Linked DNA regions of Pan troglodytes: region 2 is linked to region 1. Evidence: chromatin contacts called from public HiChIP or PLAC-seq data. All regions are on one chromosome and are shown on one strand. Each heading gives the region's core, a stretch centred on a gene start, on an enhancer-like site or on the middle of the called end of the contact. The rest is flanking DNA. Distances are from core to core; before and after follow the strand shown. Region 1 holds the start of NPEPL1 (aminopeptidase like 1). Region 2 holds the start of GNAS (GNAS complex locus).

Region 1 (5,082 bases), core at 1,022-3,521:
TGAATGAATAACCATCCTATATAATATTTGCTCAGCACCTGGTAGTTTTACAAAGAGTTTTCACTTATCGTATTTGATCTTCACAATAACCCCAGAGAAGTAGACAGGGCGCGGATTACGAGGATTACGAAAAACCCACATTTTTTTCTTTCTTTCTTAACAGATAAGGGCTCTAAAGGCTTAAAGTCACTCGAGGGAGGTCAGAGAGTTTGGGGACTAAATCTCGAGTCTCTCATTAATTCATGCACATATTTAAAAAATATTTATCCGGAGCCTGTTCCAAGCCAGATGAGATGGCAGTGGGTACAAAGATGAATAAAACACTGTCCCTGCGTAGGAAGAAGATCACGTTCTAGCCTGGGGGAGAGCGCCAGGAAAAGTAAACAAGTCCCCCCCCTGCTTTGTGAGGTGATGAGCGCTGGGGAGATAGGAAGAGAGTGGGGACCATGTTTCTAACCTGATTCTCCTACCGACGACCAGCTCAGTTATTATTTACAAATACCTGTCCCCTAAAGGGGGGAGCGGGGTTGGGGGGGCTTGGCCGTGCTACTGGGGTCAGAGCTCGCAGGGGGCTTCTGCCGCGGTGTGGGGACAAACTCTCCCTTATTGGGCAAATATTTTCCGGGGCGCTACGCTAAGCACACGGGCTCCCCGAATTTCCCTCCCCAGGGCCTCTGTCTTTGGATGGCCTGTCAGCAAGTCCCTGCAGCCTCCAGCCCGGCCCGCGCGGCGACCCAGTCCCCTGTCGCCCGAATCTTCCACCGCTGCGAAGCGTCCCCGGGCGAGCGCCCTGCTCTCCGCGCTGCGCGGAAGCCAGAGCCGGTCCTCACAGTGAACTCGCCCAGCCCTGCTCGCGGCTCTCTCGATTTTATGTGGGTTTCGTTGGATGCATTTTGTTATTTGACTCAATGGATGTTTCACATTAATTTTTAGTTGCACAACGAACGCGCGGGAACATTCTCCGTGAGAGAAAAAGCACGGGTGGGGGGCGGTTACCGGCTCTTCCCCCGGTCGCCTGGGGGTCCCGCACGCGCCCCGCGGGTGCCGCTGTCTGGCTGGGGTCCCTGGGTGAGCCGCGGGCACCGGCTTCGCGTCTCCCCGGGCGCGACTCCGCTTTGCAAGCGCTCAGCACACGGGAAACCCTCGGAAAACACACACGTGTGTAAAGTTTGTTCCACGCAGAAACAAAGGACGCGTGGGGGCCGCTTCTGGGCCTCGGTCCTTTGTTGGAACCCCGCACCGCAGCCCGGCCCGCAGCCTCGCCCCGCAAGGGGAAGCCGGCCCTGCACAGGCCCGGGGCCCGGAAGGCGCCGCCGCACAGTTCTGCGCCCCCGACCCGCTCCGGCCGCGCGCTGGGCCAGGCCCTTGGCCTCCAGCCTCCCGGGCGGCTCCGGGCCGGACCCGGGTCTCCGTCGCGGGGCGCCAGCCTGTTTGTGGGTGCCGTGCTCGGGCCCGGGCGGCCCCTGCCCGACGCGGCCCCGCGGAGCCCCTGCACGAACCCAGCCGACCTGGCCCGGGGCGGCAAGTCGAGGTGCTTAGGACACCCCGGGCCCGGCCAAGCGTGGAATACCGGGCCCGGGGCACGGGGGGGCGCGGGGGTCGCAGGGCCAGGGCCCAGGCAGAGAACAGAGATTTTTTTCGCGGGGAGGGGGGTGGGAGGTGTCAAAGTTTTCGGGGGAACTTTTCCACTTGAGATTCCACGACCCTGCAGTGCCCCCTACAGAAAGCGGCAGCTGGGGAGGGCGGGCGCCCCCGAAGACCCCCGACTGCCAGCGGCGGCGCGGCCAGGCTGCCTGGAGTTCTCGCTTCCTTTTTTTTTTTTTTTTTTTTTTCTTTTATTTCCTCCTGGTTGTTTGTCGGATACATCTTTTTCCAGAGTGGGAAAAAAAAAAAAAAAAAAAAAAAAAGCGAGCGCCGCCGCCTGCAGTAGAGCGTGCTCGGCCTGCAGAGGCAGTCGTCTCCAACTTTTCCTCTCCCGCTCCAACTCCCCGCGCCCAAAACTTCAGTTCTTGGGGAGCCCAAATTTGCCTGCCGCGCAACTTCCACTCTAATTCAGGGACCAAGGGCCCTGGCAGCGGTTTGCAGCCTGGGGGCCACGCTCCCCAGGCTCAGGCCTGCTCGTTGGCCTGCTCCTAGTGCCTGGACCCAGTTGGGGGAGGCGAAACAGGGCGCCCGAGGAGCACCCCGGGAGAGGGCGGAGCACTCCCGTGCCCCGGGGCAGGAGTGCAGGGAGCTCCCGCGCCCGGAACGTTGCGAGCAAGGCTTGCGAGCGTCGCAGGGGGGCACTCGCGAGGGACGGACAGGAAGAGGGCCAGGGGGGAACGCCAGAACCCGGGACCACAGCACGGAAACGGCCCGGGGCTGAGCTGCAGTCAGATCCGGGGATGGAGGGAGCCGGAGAAGAGGAGTGAGAAGGCCGGGGAGGCAGGCCCTGCTGTCTTCCTGCAGGCCGGCAGCCTGCTGGCAGTGGAGGACCAGGCCGTCCAGGAAAGGAAGGGGTCAGGAGGTCGGGCAGGGCCTCAGCAGGTTCAGACAAGTCCCCAGAAGGGAGCTGCAGGCGCCCTCGAGTCCAGGCCCCAAGCCTGGCTCCGGTTGTCCAAAGAGGGCCTAGGCCAGGCCTCTGGTGCGGAAACTGAGTCACAGCCAGACCTCACGGCACGGCCTAGACGCTTACGAGCCAAAGTTAGGGGTAGAGAGCAGAGACCTTTGGGGGGTCTCAGGGAGTAGGGGGCTTCAGGGCCTCCCAGTCTAGAGCCGGATTGGCGAGTTAGACGCTTGTAGATCCAAGGTTGGATTGGGGTGGGGGTCTCTGGGACGTTGGATCGCTACGCAAGGATTGGGGGGATTCAAGTGCTTAGAGATCGAAGTCTGTCCTGGGTAGGGGGAGTCAGACAATTGGAAAGCCTAGGTAGTTATTTGGGGAGGGGTCTCTACGCCTTGGCGAAGCGCACAGCTGCATCTTTTTGGCTTGAGGCCTGAGGCCTTGTCGAGAAGCTTCCGTGAAAGGGTGGGCCAGCCGGGCCACGAGAAAGAAAGTGAATAAATCAGGAATATAAGTGGGCGGGGGGCCCCTGAGAGGGGGGTCGCAAAGGGTGAGACATGGCCACCAGGCGTTTAACCGACGCTTTCTTGTTGTTGCGGAATAATTCCATCCAAAACCGGCAGCTGTTAGCCGAGCAAGTGAGTAGTCACACCACCTCCAGCCCTCTGCATTCACGTAGCATTGCTGCGGTGAGTCTCCTGGCGGCCTCTCCGACACACGGACCGTGTGCACTGCGGCTCTGCCTGTTTGTCTGTCTCTGTCTGTCTCTCTGTTTAAAAAAAGAAGATAAGAATAATAAGACTAAGAATAATAAGATCTCTTGGCTAGAGTCAGGGGGCATCTGTAGCCCTGGATGGGGAAGAAGCGGTGCTGTGAGGCCGCAGCTCCACCTCTGCCCCGTCTTCTCCTCACTTCCGCAGCACCCCCCCCGCACCCCCCGCCTTGGCGTCACTGCGCTACAGGCCGCCTGTAATTTACATATGTTTTAACGCTAACATTGGGAAGCATTGGGCCTTTCTGAAGCCTTTTTGTTTCGTTTTGTTTGAAGCTCCCCTCCCCCCAGTAATGAGCCTCGGTTTGGTCCTAATGGCTGGGTCGCGGGATCGTAGACCCAAATCCTTGCAAAATGAACGACTCCCTCCCCTCAAAGAGGAGGGAGTTGTGTTGTTGTTTTGTTTTGTTTTTCCGCCCGTTTTCTTTTAACGGCCCCGCAGCCCTCTGTGTGGCCTTGTTCCCTGTGAGTAATTGCCTCACTGTTCTTCCTGGGGGCTTGCGTTTGTGAGACTCAAGGTGCTAGCCTCTTCACTTTCCATTTCCCAGACAGGAAATTAAGCTTTCCTCTCCATTCGAACTTTTTAAAAAAAGCCTGAGGAGGTATATGTGAAAATTAACCCCGTAAAATAGCACTTTTTTTTTTTTAATTAACCAGAACCTTTAGTTAGCCTAGCAGTAGCGTTTTTTAAGGGTGGTCCTGGAAAAATTACTGTTTGGGGTTTGTTTTTAATGGGGGCTACTTTTCCCTTTCTGAGCCTCAGTTTACTGCTCTGTTAAATAAGGGGCGAGTCTGGATGATCTATACCAGACAGTGATCGTTAGCTCTGTAATGTCTTCAATTGAAAAGTGAAGTTATGAAACTGGCTGTAGTTCAGGCTACCTGCTGTAGGCAGGCTAGGTTGGAATAGAAGCAGCGTTGGAACAGGCGGGGAATAGCCATCCCAGGACCACATTCTTGGGGGTTATACTTGATATTAGGCAATTTTGGAACATTCATTTCACCTCTTAGGGACTGTATTGCCAGTTTATTTTTTTCTTTATGGCTTTATCTAAATGCTTCAGGAAAATTTTGCCATATGTCATGATTATCATGTCTACAAAGACAGTTTCTCCTTTTTGTAAGTCACAGGTGGAGAATGTCTTTGGCCATATAACTGATAGAAAAGTCATTTAAAGCCGTGTGAGCGGTTTCAGGAATAAAAGCATGTAAACTCAGGTCAAACAGCCTAGAACTAGGGACAGAGTGTGTGTGAGATTTCAATTAATTAAGAAGTTGAAGGGTTTTTTTTACATTTATAAACGGAAAGGAATTACATTATATTGAAATAAATGTAAAGATGTCTGGTAGCATAGAAACAGGCTAATTCTAGCGCTAATTTTGAAGAAGAAATAATCCAAGAAATCGAGTAGAAATTGGATGAATTCAATTCCTTAACGGAACTTCAGTAATGTTAAATAAGAACTGCATGTTCCTTAAATGACTTGATTTTGTGCTGCCTCAAAAACTACTGAAACTCATATTAAGATTTCTAAGGTATCAGTTTTAATTGAAAAACATATTGTTTATTTTTCAATTTTTAATCATTAAGGTTCAAAATACCTTGAACCTTTGGGTAACATGAGGGTTTTTTTTTTTTTCCCCGATTAAGTCAGACAGTTTAAAAACCTAGTATCTGAGACGGGAAGCTTTTTAAAAGTGCATCTCTGAATCAAACCACTTTAGAAAATTATTTTCTAAGTTAGGCAATTTTAAAAAATATTTAAGC
Region 2 (5,323 bases), core at 863-3,362, 190 kb after region 1:
AAAATATCCTTTCCTTAATACAATACTTTTGTTGTTGTTGTTCACTACTCTACCTTCAGCACCTAAAACACAGCTTGGCACATGCAAGGCACCCAATGAGTATTGCTGAGTTACCTTTGTTAAAAACCTATCTAGGAGCCGGGCGCGGTGGCTCACGCCTGTAATCCCAGCTACTCAGGAGGCTTAGGTAGGAGAATCTCTTGAAGCCAGGAGGCAGAGGTTGCAGTGACCCAAGATCACATCAGTGCACTCCAGCTTGGGTGACAGAGCAAGATTCTGTCTCAAAAAAAAAAAAAAAAAAAAAAAAAAAAAAACCTACCTAGGAAATGGCTGTAAGGGGCCTCCAGTGAGGATTCCGTGTCACCCTGAACTGCCCCGCAGGAGAGAAGTGGTTGTGTGAACTGAGAGCGCAGGAAAGACTTCCCTTTACCCATGCTCTCAGCTCCAGTCCACTTCCAGCACCACCTTCTCAGCTCAATCGAGCTCAGGGCAGTCCTCAGATGGGCTTGCGGACTTGCAAACTACTACCTCAACCGTGGGGGCCCTTGTTGAAGAAGATGAGGTAATTAGCCAATTCAGACTGTTTGAGCACGTATTTTTTGGAAACTTTTCTAATTACAGTCACTATAACAGATCTGCTAAAGGTAGTTTCATGATTAATGGCTGCCCGAAGTTACCATCCTCAAACTATTAAGCCATTGGAAAATGCTAGAGGCTTAATACTCGTGTATAGACAGACCCTCATTCCCCTGAATATTTGCTATTTGGGGTTCTGGGTTTTTAGCTGCTTCCAGGCTGTGTTTATTTCCCCAATAACTGGGGAAACTGGGGAGGGGCACGACCCCACGGGAGCCTGCGCCCACCTGCCCAAGTACTGGACCTGGGGCTAGCTTGCCGCTTGCTCCTTGCCACCCGCCAGGCCCCCCGCCCATCGCTTCGCCCAAATCCTTTCAAACAAGGTTCCCTCCTGCCACCTGCCGGCCCACTAGGGTCTGCGCCACAGGCTCGGCGCCACCACGCAGCTCGCGGGGAGGTGGCCCCCACCTCCTTACTGCACATGCCCGGCAGAAGTCCGGGCGCGCAACTTCGCAGAACCTCACTGCCCGTCCCTCCTCGCCTCAGTCTCCTCTGTCCTCTCCCAGGCAAGAGGACCGGCGGAGGCACCTCTCTCGAGTCTTAGGCTGCGGAATCTAAGACTCAGCGAGAGGAGCTCGGGAGGAGACAGAACTTTCCCATCCCTTCTTCTTGCTCAGAGAGGCAAGCAAGGCGCGGAGCTTTAGAAAGTTCTTAAGTGGTCAGGAAGGTAGGTGCTTCCCTTTTTCTCCTCACAAGGAGGTGAGGCTGGGACCTCCGGGCCAGCTTCTCACCTCATAGGGTGTACCTTTCCCGGCTCCAGCAGCCAATGCGCTTCGGAGCCGCTCTCTGCAGAGCCAGAGGGCAGGCCGGCTTCTCGGTGTGCGCCTAAGAGGATGGATCGGAGGTCCCGGGCTCAGCAGTGGCGCCGAGCTCGCCATAATTACAACGACCTGTGCCCGCCCATAGGCCGCCGGGCAGCCACCGCGCTCCTCTGGCTCTCCTGCTCCATCGCGCTCCTCCGCGCCCTTGCCACCTCCAACGCCCGTGCCCAGCAGCGCGCGGCTGCCCAACAGCGCCGGAGCTTCCTTAACGCCCACCACCGCTCCGGCGCCCAGGTATTCCCTGAGTCCCCCGAATCGGAATCTGACCACGAGCACGAGGAGGCAGACCTTGAGCTGTCCCTCCCCGAGTGCCTAGAGTACGAGGAAGAGTTCGACTACGAGACCGAGAGCGAGACCGAGTCCGAAATCGAGTCCGAGACCGACTTCGAGACCGAGCCTGAGACCGCCCCCACCACTGAGCCCGAGACCGAGCCTGAAGACGATCGCGGCCCGGTGGTGCCCAAGCACTCCACCTTCGGCCAGTCCCTCACCCAGCGTCTGCACGCTCTCAAGTTGCGAAGCCCCGACGCCTCCCCAAGTCGCGCGCCGCCCAGCACTCAGGAGCCCCAGAGCCCCAGGGAAGGGGAGGAGCTCAAGCCCGAGGACAAAGATCCAAGGGACCCCGAAGAGTCGAAGGAGCCCAAGGAGGAGAAGCAGCGGCGTCGCTGCAAGCCAAAGAAGCCCACCCGCCGTGACGCGTCCCCGGAGTCCCCTTCCAAAAAGGGACCCATCCCCATCCGGCGTTACTAATGGAGGACGCCGTCCAGATTCTCCTTGTTTTCATGGATTCAGGTTAGTTGCCCCGCTAAATTGGGGAGCCTGAGGGCGGTGTGGGAGCAGCGCGGGTGGAAAGGAGGTGAGAAGGAAAGGCAGGTCAGGGGCGAGTGGGAAGAGAGGAGGCTCAGCTGGTCAGCCTGGGATCGGGGGTCAGGGTGAGGCGGCGAGGGCTCCCCCAAACTTCCCAGGATGCCAGGGGCGCCCTGGTGGCCAAAGGCTTGTTGGACGGCGGGGCGCACGCCGTGCGTCCCGCTGGAGACAACCTGAGGTCTCCGAGCTGGTGCCCCGGCTACGCTACTGAATCCCGAACGCACCCCAGATTTGGAGCTGCACACCCAAACGGCATTGGTAAGTCACTTGTTTTGCGCGCTTTTCTTCCTCCTAGAAAGACTAGTCTCAAATAAGTTGGCCTTCTCAGGTGTCCAAAATGTGGTTCGGAGGTGCGAGCGCCAACTTTCACGATGTGAGAGCAGCCGCGCTGTAGAGACACTGTTGAAATGTGCAGAAAGTAATCAGAATGGGAATGGGCGAGAACTCTAGAGACTGACCACCCGGGAGGGAAGTCACGCGCGCGCGGCGCCTAAGCAGCTCAGAGCCGGAGCCCAGGTCCCAGAGCTGACAATTAAGCCGCGGGACCTCCGCGCCAGTGCCTCCAGCTGCCGTGCGCCAGCCTTGGCCGCCACAGCCCGCCTCCCTTCGCTCGCGGGACAGAGACCGCCTCAAAGAGCGTGCGCACCTGCCCGCGCGCGCCGGAGCTGACCTCTCCCGGCGGCGGGCGGTTAGGGGAAAGTACCTGGGGGAAAGGTAGAGGAGGTAAGGGGACCCTTGGGGGTGCCCCTACGGGCTACCAGGGTTGAACGCACAGGCATGGTCACGTCGGGGTATTGCCAAGCTTTTGGCGCAGCTGGTCGGGTGGCCAGGCTGCATGCGGCTTAGCAGGAGACGTCCTGGGCTGTTTGTGCAGGACCTCTGGAGGCCCTCGAGATCGTCGCAAGCGGAAAGGTAAAGCGGAACAAGGGACAGGCTGGAGACGGGGGTCGCGTCTAACATCAGGATAACTTACAATTCGTTTCCAAAGAGCGCGGTACGCGCAGAGCTGGGGAAAGGTGTTGGATCCGGCGCCAGTCCTTGGACGATCAGTCGTCGAAAAGGAGGCAGGGGCCGGCGGCTCCGGCAGCCTTGGGGAGGGGAGGCGAGGCGGCGTGCTCCGGCCATTTTCAGCACGGGTAGAGTTAAGTTTAATCTGTAACCTGGAGGGGAATCTGCTCTGATGACCCAGCACAAAAACGGCAGCAATCTGGTAACGCACCTTCGGAAGGGAAGGCGTGCTCTCCTCGCCAGTCCTGGGGGGAAAGACTGATAAGTGAAATGTCTTTTAAAAATCTCATCCGACTTGGAAATTGATTTTTTTTTTTCCTGGTGTGCGTGTCTCATTTTGCGCCGGCTTAATTATTCGGATGACAACGATTTGGAGGAATAGTAAAGCGTTTTGAGGGCTTGAGATGAATGACGGTCAGGTTCTTAACTCCTAAGGATGATGATAGAAGGAAAATACCTTAAATGGTCTTCCTTCCAGGACCTATTCCGTAGGAAAGGCGTCGCGGCGCCCAAGACTTAGTTCTGCCGGGCTGCAGCGCAGACTGTGGTTGGATGCCTTTGGTGGTCTTCCCTAGTAAATACGGAGAAACCAGTTTATTTGCAAGTGGTTTTCTGCGACAGCAATGTTAGTCTCAGAAGTTTGGAGGCTGCGGAAGGGCTAGGCGTGCCCCGCTTTTGGCTTGCCCCTAAATCGAAATTCCTGCTTAATGTAAACAATGATGGTGTGTTGGCTTTCTGTGACGTTAAGTGTTCAGTTTTTCCTCTGGTAATGTCTCAGCCTGAGTTCACCAAGCAAAATGTCTCTAGGGACAAGCAAGAAAAACTAGGGATTGTGTTGAATTTTTTTGGTGTGCCTTTCAAGTGTGGGAGCTATCTTCAGACTGGGTATTCCGGGAGACCCGTTTTCCCACAGAGAATTATTCATTAGAGAAATGAGCATGTTGCCTTGTTGCAGGATGAATAAACAAGTTTTTTAAAAGCCCTCCGTGTCGAGCCCACACCTCACACCCATCTTGCTGTTTTTTAAACAGAAGCCCAACACAGGGATGTTTCCTGAACTGTAAGCAATGTACCATGTTCACATGTAGCGAGGAGGGGCAATCTAGGAACACACACTGTCTTTCAGTCTTCCACAAACTGCCTCGCCATCTGCATTACAGCCCAATTGTAAAAACCTGTTACCTACCGGCACACACTCTCCCCCGCTCAATTCCCCTCCCCCGCTCAATTCCCCTCCCCCAGCTTCCCTCTTTACACCCTGATTCAAGGGTGGAAAAGCCAGTGCAGACCATATAAAGCAACTGAGAGCTATACCAACCCCCGAGGAAAGCACCTATGACCCTCCCTGAGAAGACAGGATTTTGCTATATAGACTTAGCAAACCTTCTTTCTGCCTGAGAAACTGGTATTCAGCTGCCGTCCTTTTCCAGAGCCATTTTTAGCAAGTTCCCCAAGCATTCCCAACTCACTAGTCTCCCAGCTGGCCCTTTGTCCCACCCTGCTCAACTGGGGTTAGCATCTGAATAGGCCCACTTGCCCCTTTCACATAGGTGAGGTCTGCGGGGTGAGGATAGGCTCCCAAGAAAAAGCAGATCTTATGGTTAACCACATAGGTGAATTACCAGCCACTTTTAATATTTCAAATGGAGGGTGAGGGAGGAGGAGGAGCAGGAGAATAAAGCTAGTTGAACATGATGATATGCCCCCAATATTGAAGTTGTTTCCTTTAGTACATTAATCATTTGCTTAATGGAAATTTGCTTTTGTGGGGGAGGGGAGGGCGACCCAAAGGTGCTCTTGTAACTGAACTTATCTGAGCTGGGAATTTATGTTGCAATGTTCCAATATTGTGTGGGGTCAACCTGATGTAGGTTTAAAGTTTTGCAAACAAAACTCTTTTATGTTCATCAGAATTCAAGAATTAGAAATGTTACAGTTTGGGATTGTTTTGAGATGTTTCTTTAATGCACTGCAAGCCTTTCTCACCCTGG

Evidence for each region. HiChIP or PLAC-seq counts read pairs in DNA pulled down with a chosen protein or histone mark.
Region 2: an H3K4me3 HiChIP or PLAC-seq map of stem cell-derived excitatory neurons shows a contact between it and region 1, with 10 times the contacts expected there. The contact joins the promoter of GNAS here to the promoter of NPEPL1 in region 1. A contact is called at or near these places in 3 of 7 Hi-C or Micro-C datasets (induced pluripotent stem cells and stem cell-derived neural progenitor cells) and 1 of 1 datasets of contacts at active chromatin or transcription factors (stem cell-derived excitatory neurons).

The regions. Positions count from the first base shown.
Region 1 is chr21:64,943,169-64,948,250 of NHGRI_mPanTro3-v2.0_pri, forward strand. NPEPL1 (aminopeptidase like 1) reads left to right here and starts at 2,272. Exons shown (of 19, transcript XM_063802671.1): 1 at 2,272-3,180. The coding sequence starts at 3,100.
Region 2 is chr21:65,134,038-65,139,360 of NHGRI_mPanTro3-v2.0_pri, forward strand. GNAS (GNAS complex locus) reads left to right here and starts at 2,113. Exons shown (of 12, transcript XM_009437485.4): 1 at 2,113-2,249. The coding sequence starts at 2,207. LOC104003639 (neuroendocrine secretory protein 55) reads left to right here and starts at 1,470. Exons shown (of 2, transcript XM_016938197.4): 1 at 1,470-2,249. The coding sequence starts at 1,470. The coding sequence ends at 2,207. LOC129138217 (a long non-coding RNA gene) reads right to left here. Exons shown (of 4, transcript XR_010154140.1): 2 at 3,790-3,903; 3 at 3,298-3,590.